Regions from separate parts of the Delphinus delphis genome. Here region 1 is linked to region 2. A link is a contact called in public Hi-C data. All regions are on one chromosome and are shown on one strand. The core of a region is the stretch at or near the end of the contact, and the rest is flanking DNA. Distances in the headings are between cores, read along the strand shown.

Evidence for each region. Hi-C and Micro-C count contacts between places; a contact is called where the count stands out from the background.
Region 1: a Hi-C map of muscle shows a contact between it and region 2, with 5 times the contacts expected there. The contact joins the promoter of C2H15orf61 here to the promoter of SKOR1 in region 2. A contact is called at or near these places in 2 of 3 Hi-C or Micro-C datasets (lung and muscle).

The regions. Positions count from the first base shown.
Region 1 is chr2:135,548,144-135,551,168 of mDelDel1.2, forward strand. C2H15orf61 (chromosome 2 C15orf61 homolog) reads right to left here and starts at 1,641. Exons shown (of 2, transcript XM_060003708.1): 1 at 1,178-1,641. The coding sequence starts at 1,523. It overlaps LOC132419825 (a long non-coding RNA gene), which reads left to right and starts at 1,753. Exons shown (of 3, transcript XR_009518252.1): 1 at 1,753-1,862; 2 at 2,971-3,025.
Region 2 is chr2:135,245,411-135,248,818 of mDelDel1.2, forward strand. SKOR1 (SKI family transcriptional corepressor 1) reads right to left here and starts at 1,919. Exons shown (of 9, transcript XM_060003707.1): 1 at 1,813-1,919; 2 at 1-1,591. The coding sequence starts at 1,919.

The sequences.
Region 1 (3,025 bases), core at 391-2,890, 300 kb after region 2:
GGCATGCTCTATATAGTTCATCAGCCAAATCATAAGACATATTTTTTAAAGGATTACACATAGCTGAATAATCTTCTCCTTAATGGACTGAACCCAAGACAGTCCCAGTGGAGCAATGGCTCCAAAATCCCATGACTGCCATATGGGAGTTATTATAAGCAAAAATACACCTACCACATTTAAATTTAAGAAACTATCAGGCTATATAGTAATAGTGCAGCTGCATAGGCGTTTAGCTTTAATTCTGGTTCAAAAACCTGGTTGGGTAACGTGGGTCAGCTTGTACATCTAGATTCTGAATTACTGAAATATGGATTAATTTGATATCAGCTACATGAATAGGTTCCAAACATCCTGAGGCCTATTTTTCACTGACCTAGAAAATATAAAAGATGCACTCATGTCAACGTTCACGCCTCTTCGGTCATTAACCAAAAGATAATAAACATCCAGCAAGAGTTAACACTCTCAGAGTTAGAATATTCCATGAAAACATACCAATATTAAAGAGGTAGTCTTTTAAATATCTTTTAGGCCTAGCATCACTGGTGAAAATCTTTAGTGCTTTTAGTAAAACAAACTTGCTGGGGTTTCATATAAAGAGAACAAAGAAACTTCAAAAAAGTAGTTCCAGTTTTTATAATATGAACGCACCCACAAAGTGGTGTTCATGGGAACGAGTCCTGCCATGCAATTAGGCATTTTTAAAAAACTTAAGAGCCACTTTCCAGGGGCCTACACCCTTCTTCTCACTGCCCAATGTAGGGGTCCTTCTAGTTAAGAGCTGCAGGGTAGCGAGGATGGAATGCTCTCTCCCCGGGGTGATGCAGGGTGGTCCCTAAGTACAGGCATGTCGATAAGCCCCACTTTCCGGGGTACGATTCAGGAGCAACAACTTAGCCCTGACAGGCACCTGCCGGGCGGGGGAATACAGAAGCCCAGGGCCAGGGCCGGGTCTGGAAGGCTGCAGAGTGGGTGGGACGCCAACACTGGGCGAAGCGTGGCGAGCGCGTGCGCCCGGGCGAGCCTGCACGGGGCCGGGGCAGGTCTCCCAGGGCCGGCGCGGTCTGACCTAGGGCCGGGGGCTCGGCCTCGGAGCCAGAGCGTTTGTCAGCGTGCTTTGCAAACAGTGGGGCCATCGTCGGCGCGACATGCTTCACCGGCCCGGGCCACTCACCGAGGTTGATAACCTTGAGCGCCGTGAAGAACCGGTCCTGCCGGGCCAGGTCGTGCCAGGGGGCCTTGGAGCAGTGGTACTTGATGAAGGGGAAGCAGCCGGTGCGCAGGACGTGGTAGTTGGCGCCCTGCACAGGCCAGTTGAAGTGCGAGAGGCCGAACTGGTCGTTGCGGACGGCGCTGTAGGGCACGCAGAAGGAGGTCCAGTGCGGCAAGCGCCGCTGCAGCAGGTGGCGCGTCAGCACCTCCGAGGCGCGGGGCTTCGGGCGGGAGGCGGCGCCCAAGGCCCAGGGCCGGCACAGCAGCAGCCAGAGCACGGCCTCATGGGCCCTCCGCAGGGCCTCCATAACCGGCTTTGCCCGCGTCCCCCGCCCCCTGGCCGCCGTAGGGGCGCGCGCCGCTGGGGGCGGGGCCGAAGGAGCGCGAGCCCTCGCTCGCTCCTCGGGCGTGCGGCAGGTACGCCCAATGGGCTCCGCGCGAGTGTGCGAGACCCCCCCGCCCCCGGGCGCGGCGGCGCGTGCGCACAAAGGTCCCGCGGCTTCCTAGGGGGAGTGGAGCGGGGCGCGGGCTGGCAGTCGGAGGCACTCTCGCTGAGGAGATAGTGAAAACAAGACCGAGGACCTCGTGAACTCATTAATAACCCTGAGGAGGGTTGAGGGCGGGCTTCGCGAGTATTATCAGTTTAGGTAAGAGGAAAATTAAGCTTTAAAACAATTAAATAACTTAACCACCCTACTGAGTGGCAAAACTCACACCCGTATCTCTCTTCCAAGCCGCAGGCTCAAGTGCAATCCTTGGTTGGTGGTGTTGAGGAAACCCTTGAGAAGGTGTCCTCAGGGAAGCGAGTTAAAAGTCAAGTCCCCAGATTTGTAGTGGCTGGTAAAGTCGGGGAGCACTTTTGTATTCAGATCCCCGCTGTCGTGTTGTTTAAAATAAGTCCCAGATATCTCAACAGAAAAAGTTTATTTCTTAGAAAGTCCTACGTCTCTTCATGCAGTGTGCACCACCACCTCCTTCCTAAGAGTCTGGTGAACGCCAGGCCAGGAGTCTTTTAGTTTTAAACCTTAATCCTGTCACTCATTATCAAATCTCGTACTTTAGGAAAACCTTTTCTCAAATTTTGCAGCCTCTTGAGGTAATAACTTACATACATCTGCTTTCTAAAGAAGCATTTCCTCTTACATGTCCTAAATTCATGTTTGGAGAAACGATACATAAATAAGATGTGTTTGGAAAGTACTGTATGTAAATGAGACACGTGTAAACACCATATAACAGTTGCTGTTATTGTTGTTGAAGACTCATGTAGGATATGAGTAGGATAGTGTAGGAGAATGTAGGATAGTGTAGCTAGCTCTTACATTCTCCAGTTTTTATTGATTCCTACAACAAGCAATGATTGAGCACCCATAACCATGTGCCAAATCTTGTAGGGTTAAGTCATTTCAGGAGCCTTGTAGTCATGCAAATAATTTAAACTTTATAGGATTCCCTATTAAATTTTGAAAGATTTTAGGGGGAAGCACGATGTAGTTAGATTTGCGCAGAAATGGCTGAAGGGAGGCTAAGACAAGTCAGGGAGGTGATTCAATACTGTGATTTCAAATTAAATTTTTAAAAGCACTGGAGTCCTTTTTCAAACAAAATCTGTCATAGAACCCCAACCTATGAAAACTTGTGTTTTATTACTAAACATTTATAAGTGCAAAAACTTAACATTAAAGTTAAGTTTTTAAAATGAGTCTAGTTTGTTATTGTCTTGGGTTTTTATTTTGCTTGTTTTGTTTTTAGCAGAAAAGGAATTTATTGGAAGGAAATTGGATAGCTAAAATAATAAATAGGACGTCTG
Region 2 (3,408 bases), core at 669-3,168:
CTCGTCGGCGCCCTCCTCGTCCAGAGGCCCGCGGGACAGCGCGCTGGGGCAGCGCTCCTCTGCGACCAGGCCGCCCTCCTTGGTCGGCTCAGCACCGTCCAGGGGCTCGGGGCCGCCGCCACCGGCAGCAGCCGCAGCCGCCGCCGCTGCCGCCGCTACAGCCGCCGCCACGGCTTTGGCTTGGCTTTGCGCGGCTGGGTAGGACGGCACTGGGAGACTGCCTGCCGCCGGCCAGAACATGGGAAACGTCGGGTACACAGTGGCTGCGGCAGCCGCCGCAGCCACGGCCGCTGCGTCCTTGGCTGCTCCGGGGGGCTGGTGACCCCAGAACATGGCGCCGCCGCCCGGGCCAGCCCCCGCACCGGGGGGCAAGTGGCCGGTTCCTGGGCCGCCCGCGCCTGCGCCAGTGCCCGCGCCCCCGCCGCTCCCGGTGCCTGGGCCGCCCTTGGGTTCGCCCGCGCCTAGCACGGGGTCGTCCTTTTTGGGGCAGAGGCCGAAGGCCGTGGGAAAACCGTAGGGATGAGGGAAAAGCGGCGGGGGCAGCTTCTGCAAGAGGCCAAAGCCCTTGCTGGGCACTGGGATCACCGGGTAGCTGCGTACGCCGGCGCCGCCACCAGGCCCTCCAGGGCCCGGGGGGCCGCCAGCTCCCGCTGCCAGACCAAGTCCCCGCTGCGCGTGAGGAGGAGGCGGCCCGGGAGGCCCGGCGGCCTCTTCTTCGCCACAACGCAGGCTTTTGTGGGGCGGCGGGCCTGGGGCCATCTCCGCGCCGCACCCCGGGCCGCCCCCGCCGCCACCACCAGCACCACCCTTCCCCTGCCCACCCGACCCGCCATTAGCGCCGCCGCCTCCTTGCAGCGAGAAAGTCCGCTTGCGAGTGCCACCATTGAACATGGCCTTGACGTCCTCCCAAGCGTGGCTCAGTTCGTCTGTGGCCGACTTGTCACTGAGTTTGAGGTGTCGGCGCCACGAGTTAAAGTTGGCTGCGTCGGGCTGCGTGTACTTGGCGTCGGGTGTGCGGTGCGAGTGGAAGATGAACTTGTTAGGCGAGAAGTACATGCTGCAGTAACCGCACTTGATACACTTGGCACGCGAGCTGTTGTAACGCGCGGGGATGAAGCTGCCACGCGAGCCCCAGGCGCACTCGTGCACCACATCGAAGGCGAAGTTCTCGGGAAGCTTGGGTGGCTTGTGCTCGCCCAGGAACGACTTGCAAAGGCGTTCGGCCTCGCGCTTGGTGATCATGCCGCAGCGGCGCGACGAGATGGGCATGGCCCCGGCCCGACGCAGAATCTCCAGTTGCACCGGTGTGCACTGCACGCATGTGATGCCCAGGGCCACGCGGCGGTTGTGGATCTCATTGTAGCTGTAGTTCTTGAGGAGGGTGTTGGAGATCTGCGCCAGGCATAGGCGCTCCTGACTGTCGATGACCAGAGACACGATAGGCACCCCGTACAGCGACGTCTCGCCCACCTGGTTGGGTTTGAGAGCGCTGGAGCCCGAGTAGGGCTGCAGCTCCTGCTTGGAGTTGGGCGAGGAGTTGCCCTCGCGCCCCGGCCCCAGCTGAGTGGTGAGAGCCTCCATGCCGCCACTCCTGCGAAACAGAGAAAGCAGAGAGCCGATGAGCCATTTTCAGCGCCAACGCCGCTTGGGCCCGCCCAGCAGGGCGCGCCGAGTCGGGCGCGCGGGGAAACTTGGCAATGGGGAGTCCAAGCTCATTCGCCCCCTGGACGGGCGCCTTTTGTTATTCAGACGCGTGCTGGCGCTGGAACAAAAGCCCCCGGGGTTTGGAGGAGGAGTATGGGTAATTGAGACCTCAGAAATGCCCCGGTAGCTAGGAACCTGATCTTCTTTTCGGACAGGGGAGGAAGTGGGGCCCAGAGACGGAGAGTGACTTGCCCAAGGCCACACAGCAAAGCCATTGCCGAACCCAGGCTTCCTGGCGCCCAGATCCGTGCGTCTTCGGCCACCCTCGCAGGCTGCCCTACCCGTCCGGGTCCTGAAGCCCTGACGTCGGGGACAGGCCGCCCCTCGGCTCAGTCGCGCATGCACGCGGGCGGGGGCAGCGCAGGGAGGAATAGGGAGGGGGGAGGGGCGGTCACTGCCCATCTACAGACAGCAGGGGGCGGGGCGGGGCGGGGGGGGGGGTTGGGAGGTGGCAAGGAGAAGGAGGAGGGCCTAGAGGCCGTGAGGGAGGCGGGGAGAGACAGAGGCGACCGCTGTTCGTGGTGCTGAACCCGACTCTTTCCAAAGCACGCCGTGAGTGCCCAGCCTCAGGGTTGCCCCCACTGCACCCAGCTCCGCGCCAAGCCGGCTCCCCGGGATAACAGCACTGCTTTCCACAAACACGAGCTTTTCCTCTCACGCCCGGAGCCTCGCGTTCGTTGAGCAGAAAGATTCCGGCTGGAAATATAAACCGTTTTCTTTCCAACCATCGGTGGGATCAGGGTCAAGCAATTCCTAACCACATTTTCTGCATTTTTAGCTGCGTTCCAGACCAAAGCTGGTTTCCCTCCGGGTCAGCATGTGGGACGGAGAGGTTCTCAAGGAAGTTCCTCAGAAGCCACTTCTCTTTTGCTTCTAGGCATCCACTCCCTAAGTTTTCCTCCTTCAGATATGCCTTTCCCACTCAGGCCAAATGCAGTCTCTCCAGGTTCTGAGCTTCCTCTTTTGGGGCGTCTTTTTTTTTCTTTTTTTGAGTATCCTTCGTGCCGGGCTGTCCTGACTCATATGGGCTGAGAAGGATCCTGGCCGGTCTCTGAAGCCACCACAAGGCTCCAGGTCAAAAGTTACTGCTGGTCCCGAGCTTTGCTCTCTGGCCGAGGCAGGGAGGCAGCCGCGTCTGCGGACATCAGCAGCGGGAAGGACCCGGGGATTGATGCTTGGGGCCCCCTAGGTGGCTGAGCCCAGCCATGTATCCTCAGACACCGAAGGCTCCTGCGGCCCAGGCAGCCCAACCCCGAGGGCCCCTCCTCTAAACTCGGCAGAAAAGGCAAATGCATTTTCAAAGGGGGCAGCTCTAGCAGGACAGGGCATCCGAGCTCAAAAGCTTCATCAAGCAGACTGGGATCTTCTGTCAGTCTGTCTCCCTCCCTCCCTCTCTGTTTGTCTAGGTACCCCGCATCTGTCGGTCTTATCTGTTCTGAGCTGTCTGTCTCTCCTCGCTAGCTCCTCTTTCTCCCATCTGTCTTCATACCTTCTTCAAGTATCAAGCTATTTATCTGTTATCTGTCTTTCATCTTTATCTCCGTGGATCGAATTGAAACTAGTAGACCCTCCTTTTGCGTTGAAGTCCCTTGCAACATTTTAGGAGGCAAAAGCACTGTCCTAACTCCTCGGCTGAGGGGTCTGCAAGAAAAGCCCCGCACCCCCCTTTTAAGGGTTCTCAGGCTAGGGAGGTGGCGAGGGAGC